Linked DNA regions of Sus scrofa: region 1 is linked to region 2. A link is a contact called in public Hi-C data. All regions are on one chromosome and are shown on one strand. The core of a region is the stretch at or near the end of the contact, and the rest is flanking DNA. Distances in the headings are between cores, read along the strand shown.

Region 1 (3,377 bases), core at 73-2,572, 410 kb after region 2:
GACCCCATCCCAGCGAGACCTACAGAATCTGAAACTTCAATTTAACAAGTTCCCCAGGAGATTTGTGTTCACATTAAAGTTTGAAAAACACTGTTCTGTAACACCGACTAGAATGTGAACAGGGCAAAAACTCCACGAATATTTTGAGGGCCCTGGGAATCCTAGGGGATTCTCAGTTTTACCATCACATCTTACTCTACTCCAGCTTTAAGGCCTCTTCCCTTTGCGACATCTCTTGAGTCTTTGCCCCCTTACAAGGTAAATAGGAGCCTAAGAATAAGGGAGACACTGAGGCAGTGCCAAGGGGGGTGGGAGTGGGAGTGGGATGTTGGTGAGGTGAAGCTGCTTTCTAACTGAGCCAAAAGAAAATGTTGGCGTCAGCTTCAGGGTTACAACGTTTCTGGGGAGAAACGCTTTATTTCTAAGACAAAAATGCCTATTGCTTGAGCATCCCAGCCTCTGGAAGATAAGGGGTTTGTGATAGACAACATTGGAACTGTTTCTAGACTTGATTTATTGACTTGTCTGTTTTTATTCTGTCACTAATCTGATTGACAATGAAACCCAGGATGTGACTTGAAGGGATTTCTCTGTGCGCACACTGCCCTTAGGGCGGGGAGGAAGAGGGGGCATCTGCTTAGCGCGGGTGCGCCTGTGAGTGGGAGGGATTTGCCTGAGAGAAGGATGTGTGGAAACCCCACGGGAGACGTGGGTGCCTCTAGGGAGTTGACTGTAACGTGAGGCGTATCTGCCCAGAGTGGGTTTGAGTATGTGCGGGCGGGGCGGGCAGTTAGATTGGAGGCAGTAGGTGGGGCTCCCATGGTAGCACGCGGGAGGTGGTGGTTACAGACACATCTTACAGAACAGCCCCTGTTTCATACCCCACCCCAGTTTTTCCTCCTACGATATTATTTCCCAGGTGGGAGGCCTTGGGGAGGGTAAAGGTGGGGGCGGAAGGCTCCGGAGGGCCAAGAACCCTGGAGTCTGAGGGCTCCCCTCTCGGCGTCACGCGGGAGGTGGGAGGTGGGGAGGGGAACATATAAGGACAGGTGCGCCCCCATCAGGGGCACGTTTGGGCGACACATGGGGGATTCATCCTCAGAGGTCGCATTCCCTGCCCTCGGGGTCGCCACTTTACTTCTCCAGTATTCACAAGGGCTGGAAGCCTCAGCCCTTCTTTTACATGGGGCAGGGGAGGTAGACCCTTTTAGGTAGCGGAACCCCGCCCCTCCCTTGTTACTGACGAGCCCTACCCCCTCCAGCCGCCAGTGGAGCTCCGCCCCCTCCCCGCCCCCTCCCCGCCCCCAGCCAGGCCGCTGCTCTCCCCGCGTTCAGTCTGGCTGGCCCCATGTTACTGAGCGGAGCTCCTCCGGCTGGCTCCGGCCCGGGGCCGCGGGCGCAGGGGAGCGCAGGGGGCGGCCCGGGGGGATCGCGCCGGGGCGCCGGGGGTGCAGGAGCCGGCCCAGGAGGGGGTAGCAGCGGCGGAGTGGCCAAGTGGCTCCGGGAGCATCTGGGCTTCCGCGGCGGGGGCGGCGGCGGAGGTGGAGGCAAACCGGCGCCCCCCGAACCGGACTACCGCCCCCCTACACCCTCCCCGGCCGCACCCCCCGCACCACCCCCGGACATCTTGGCCGCCTACCGACTGCAGAAGGAGCGCGACTTCGAAGACCCCTATTCCGGGGGGCCGTCCGGCTCCGCTGCCCTAGCCACCCCTGCCGTCCCCGGCCCCACGCCGCCTCCGCGTCACGGCTCGCCCCCCCACCGACTTATTCGGGTCGAGACCCCTGGCCCCCCAGCGCCCCCTCCTGAGGAAAGGATCTCTGGACTTCCCGCCAGCAGCGACCGGGTGAGTGCCGCGCCGGGCGGAGGTGTCCAGGAGGAGAGGTGGTCAGCGGTCTGGGGCTTTCGAGAGGGACAAAGGTGCCCTGGCCGGGTCCGGGCCCCGCGGTGTCACGGTTCCTGGCGGACACAATTTTAGTCCCGGTCCCCAGGGTTCGGAGCCTTCATCCACCTTTGTTCAGATTCTCGACCTTCTTACCTGGGACGTGCTCCCCAAACTCTGCCTCTATCCCCTATTACTGCCCCAGAACTAGTGACACTCCCCCCCCACCCGCCCCCGCCCAGGCTCTGCTCTCCTCATCGCAGCCCCCGGAGCCTAATCAAGGAGCCTTTTTCTAACGGAATTTGAGCTCCCCTTCTCCCCCTTTTTATGGCCTTTCTGCCCCCTGGGAGCAGCAGCTCACTGCCCTTTGATCTCTGACCCCCGCCCCCAACCCCAGGGCGGCAGAGCTAGCACAAAGCTCCTTTCTTCCTTTTAAGAAAGCCAGAGCATCTTTGTAGGTGCTGAAGCTCCAGGAAGGAGGCGCAGGCTGGGTTTCTCTCTGTGGACACAGCAAGAGCTGGCCTTTGCCTTGCCCAGTGGCACTGGAGCCGGGTGGACTGTTGTTCTCAGGAAGCCAGAACAGGCAGTATGCAGGTCTTCACCAAGGATGCTGACCATTGAGATCCAGGCAGGCCCATTCTTTGTCCCCCCAGGTATGGGAACAATCTATGCTCAGAACCTGTTGCCCATAAGGGGCTAAGCAACTGAGTCCACTTCTCCTTTCCTCTCCTCCTCTTGGCCTCCTCTTGCCCAGGTTCATTCTAAGGGTGGTTACAGCTTTTCATGAATCTGCAGGCTTGGGGTGGAGAGGAGGGCTGGGCATTCACTGTTCCTGAGAACATCCACTGTGCCTTAGAGGCCCCTGTTAGAGAAGCCACCCCCTGCCCAACCCAGTGTGGCCTTATCCCTCCCTGACAGCTGAAAGCCATCTCCAGGTCCCTGTAGCGCTAAATTCTAAGACTATGACTCTGTGGGCTGCCCTGGCGCTGTTGTCCCTCTTCACTTACCCCTGGGAGCTTAGCTCTGGGGCTTTCTCCCCTCTCCTCAGCAGAGAACACAGTTTTATTTGATTGGAGGCAAAGTTGCTGTCTGAATCCATTGGCTCCATCCAGGGTTGAGGCTTTCAGCTGAGAGCATGCCACTGTTCTGCCTGATTTCTTGGGTAAGAAAATTGTGTCAGGGTCAGAACAGTAGCCTCAGGAATGTGAATTATTTTTCCCCTAGTTCCTGCTGTGGGGCATGGCTTCCCATCCTGGGCCAGGATCCTTAGTCTACAGAAGGAAGCTGTGCTTTCTTCACTCATCCTTTGCTTTCTCTTCTTCCTAACTGTTCCCTGCTGTTGCGGGCGATGTGTGGTGATGGTGGCAGTGAGGCAGACAGAACATCAGGCCTTGTTCTTACTATTGACCAGTTAGCCTCCTCCTCCCTGACCACTGCCTGTTGGCACATGGGCCTGAATTGTCCCTGGGCCTCCTCCCCTCTGCATCGTCTTGAA
Region 2 (3,325 bases), core at 189-2,688:
CCATCTACCAAGAATGGAGACACAATGGTGATGGCTATAAACTTGGGGTCTAGGAAGAGAGAAAAACAAGTTCTAATAAATGGGATTTATTTCACCCTCTCTGTAGCAGATGCAGTGCTGGACACCTTAAATAAGTAGGAAGTCATGATTATCTCTACTGTACAATGAAGAAGTCAAGGTGGAAATAAGTCCAAAAGACAAGCTCATGCTGCTAGTCAATGGAAGTGTCAAGACCAGAAGCCATGTGACCTGACTTCCTGTGCACTACCCTTTCCACTTAACCATGAACTTGGGTGGAAAATAAAAATTCACATCTTTATTTTCATTAATCTCTAACTGAAATTTAGCACTTTCTTCAATTACATATACAGGCGACAACCCCAGGAATACTGACTGTGCCCACCACTTTTTCACAAAGAGAAATCACAGACATATTCTTATATTACAAGGATTTTCTAAATCTTGAAATCTTATGTTCATTATGACTTCGAAATTTCAGTAGCTATTAGATCCACTGCCGGATCTTGTTATTTAATGCATTCGTTTTGTTTTTTTTTTTAAGAACATATCATAAATATCATAAATTCTTTTAATATTGTGACAAGTTTTTTGGAACTGGTTTCCTTGATAATACTTTGCCTTTTGTTTTTTTACCTTTAAGAATATTGCCCTGAGAAAGGGTCCTTAGTCTTCCCCGAACTGTCCAAGGGATACAAGACACAAAAATTGGTCAGAAACCTACATTACAGCAATGGGCCGTACAGGCAAACCCGGAGGCTCTGCTCACTGTGTCTTTGAGTATGAAGCTAGTTTGGGATTTTTATAATTAAAAGAGAGAAACGAATGGGAAAGGAAAGGACCAGAGGACTCTTTCCACCAATTCCTGTTGGGCACGGCCCTAAATGCTCTCCTCTGTTGCTTCCAGCAGCAGCTGAAGCTGCCTCCTCCAGCGCTCCTCGGTCCCTTGAGCTCTGGCATTGGAGAAACGTGCCCCACTATGGGCAAAGGAGCAGACGTCACCTCCCACCCCACTGGGGCTGAGCGCTCACTTGCGACCCAGGAAACATGCTTAAGAACACAGTCAACAGGTGAAAGGTGCCAGAAATTCCCACACACTCTAGCAAAAAATCCCCATACACAAGCCAACAGATAACTTCAGTATTTAATCGCTCCTCACAGGTCCGGTCTCTCAGCGACCCCGAGGCCTGACACTGGGAAGGGGTCCCAAGACCCAGGTTCCAACAAGGGCGGCAAGAGCTGTGAATGCTGTGTGGGCAAGAAAAGTGTAAAGAGGGATGGAACAGTCCCAGCTGCTTGGACATATCTAGATAAACAACCGGCCTCAGAGCGATCTCTGTCCCCGCCTGGTCCCCCTCCCCTACGGGCCTGAGATCGGCCGAGGGGTATGCCTCTTACCCAAAGGCGCGCAGAGCCTCCGGCCACAGTGTTGGCGCAGCAAAACCTGCCGCTCCCCGCTGGGGCTTGCAGCCTCAGCTGGGGCACCACCCGCTCCCCGGGCGGAGGCTGGAGGCGGGGAGAGCGAGCCCCACCCCGCCCCGACCCCCCAGAAAGTTCCGGAAAGGTCCCGCCAGCGCCCCGCCCGGCGCCGCAGTCCCAGCACCAAGGCCAAGTTCAGACTGCACCCAGGCTTATGAGCACGCACGGGGGACAGCCAGGGACGTGGGTCCAGCGGGCCGGGGCTCCGCCGGCGAGGCAGACTCGCCCCTACCCCCAGCGCACCCTGGAGTGTGGCTGGGCGCCCTAGGCACAGAGTGGGCACGGAGGGCACCTATCGCTCTCCCCCATCTGGGTGCCTACTCTGTTGCGTAACTGGGAGGGACAAAGGTGAAGGCGGGGCTGTGGGCAGAGGCCCGGCGGTTGGCGTCTTCTGGTCCTCCAGTGGGCCCTGTGCTTCTCATCTGGTTCCAAACATTGTCCAGAGAGACAGCTGTTCCCATGCACATTTCTCAGCTAAGGCAACCGAGGCTCAGAGAAGCCCCAAAACTTCACCTTATTAAGCGTTGGAGCAGCGCTTTTCCCTCAGGGGTGGAGGCTAAGGTCAGCTGGCTTTCACCCGCTCGCCTCCAAACCATGTTCAATCATACTTTCATGCTAGATGTTTTCAACTGGCTGCTCTAAGTAGGTGAGAAGTGTAGGTGAGTGGTTTTCCACCACATCAGATCTAGAGAACATTTTCATAGCATGCATTGGGTGTCCAGAAGTCTTGCTGCAATTTTAAGCTTTAATAACTTTAGATGTGAGTTACAAACTTTCCTTTAAAAAGTCCCCTGAAAATATAACTACTTACATTTGTTTTACATTTATTTCATTTTGCAATTTTTGAAGAACTAGTTTTTTGAATTTTTTGTTTCAGTCAACTTTTTTCTATACTTTTTTTTTTTCTTTTTAAAGAGGAACACTAGCAAACCAAAAATTATTGAGGTAACCACAAAGAGACGGTTGCCTCAGGAAAGCAACCTAATAAAGTTGTTAACAATTTCTGAGCTCCTCCCCCTGGCTTGCTTGCTTTCTTTTTTTTTTTTTTTTTTTTCAGGTTTATTTTTTATTGAAGTAACTTTGGTTTATAACATTTTATATTCCATTTCTACTTCTTTATACCCTACAGCATGCTTACAAGCAAATACTTAATTTCCATCCCTCACCCTACAGTTGATCCCCTTTACTCATTTCATCCTTCCCCTCCCCCGCTCCCCTCTGGTAACCACTATTCTTTTCTCTGCACTTCAGTGTTTTTGTTTAATTTGTTTGATTATTTTGTTTGCGTTTTATATCCCACATACAAGTGAAGTCATACAGTATTTGTCTTCCTCCATCTGAATTAATGCACTTAGCATAATACCGTCAAGATCCATCCATGTTGTCACAAATGGCAAGGTTTCATCCTTTTTTATGTCTGAGTAGTATTTCGTGTATATATATATACATATATATATATACACATACATACTATATATGTAATGAATATACACACACATATATATATGTATCCCACATCTTTATCCATTCATCCATTGATGGGCATGCTTTAGGCTGTTTCCAAATCTTGGCTATTGTAAACAATGCCATAATGAACTTAGGAGTGCAAGTATCTTCAAATTAATATTTTCCTATTCTTTGAATAAATACCCAGAAGTGGGATAACTGGATCATATTGTCCTATTCTTAATTTTTTGAGGAATCTCCATACTGTTTTCCGTTGGACTATACCAATTTACATTCCCACCAACAAAAGGGTTCCCTTTTCTCCACATCCTTGTCAATACTTATTTCTAGCCCTTTTGACATTAGCCCTCTTATAGGTATG

What was found. A called contact is a pair of places that touch in the nucleus more often than the background predicts.
Region 1: a contact with region 2 is called in a Hi-C map of heart right ventricle, with 2.7 times the contacts expected there. The contact joins the promoter of SHF here to the promoter of SQOR in region 2. A contact is called at or near these places in 2 of 47 Hi-C or Micro-C datasets (embryonic fibroblasts and heart right ventricle) and 1 of 2 datasets of contacts at active chromatin or transcription factors (alveolar macrophages).

Annotation. Positions count from the first base shown.
Region 1 is chr1:126,548,414-126,551,790 of Sscrofa11.1, forward strand. It overlaps SHF (SH2 domain-containing adapter protein F), which reads left to right and starts at 1,323. Exons shown (of 6, transcript XM_005659642.3): 1 at 1,323-1,846. The coding sequence starts at 1,349.
Region 2 is chr1:126,135,589-126,138,913 of Sscrofa11.1, forward strand. It overlaps SQOR (sulfide quinone oxidoreductase), which reads right to left and starts at 1,439. Exons shown (of 11, transcript NM_001244238.1): 1 at 1,417-1,439.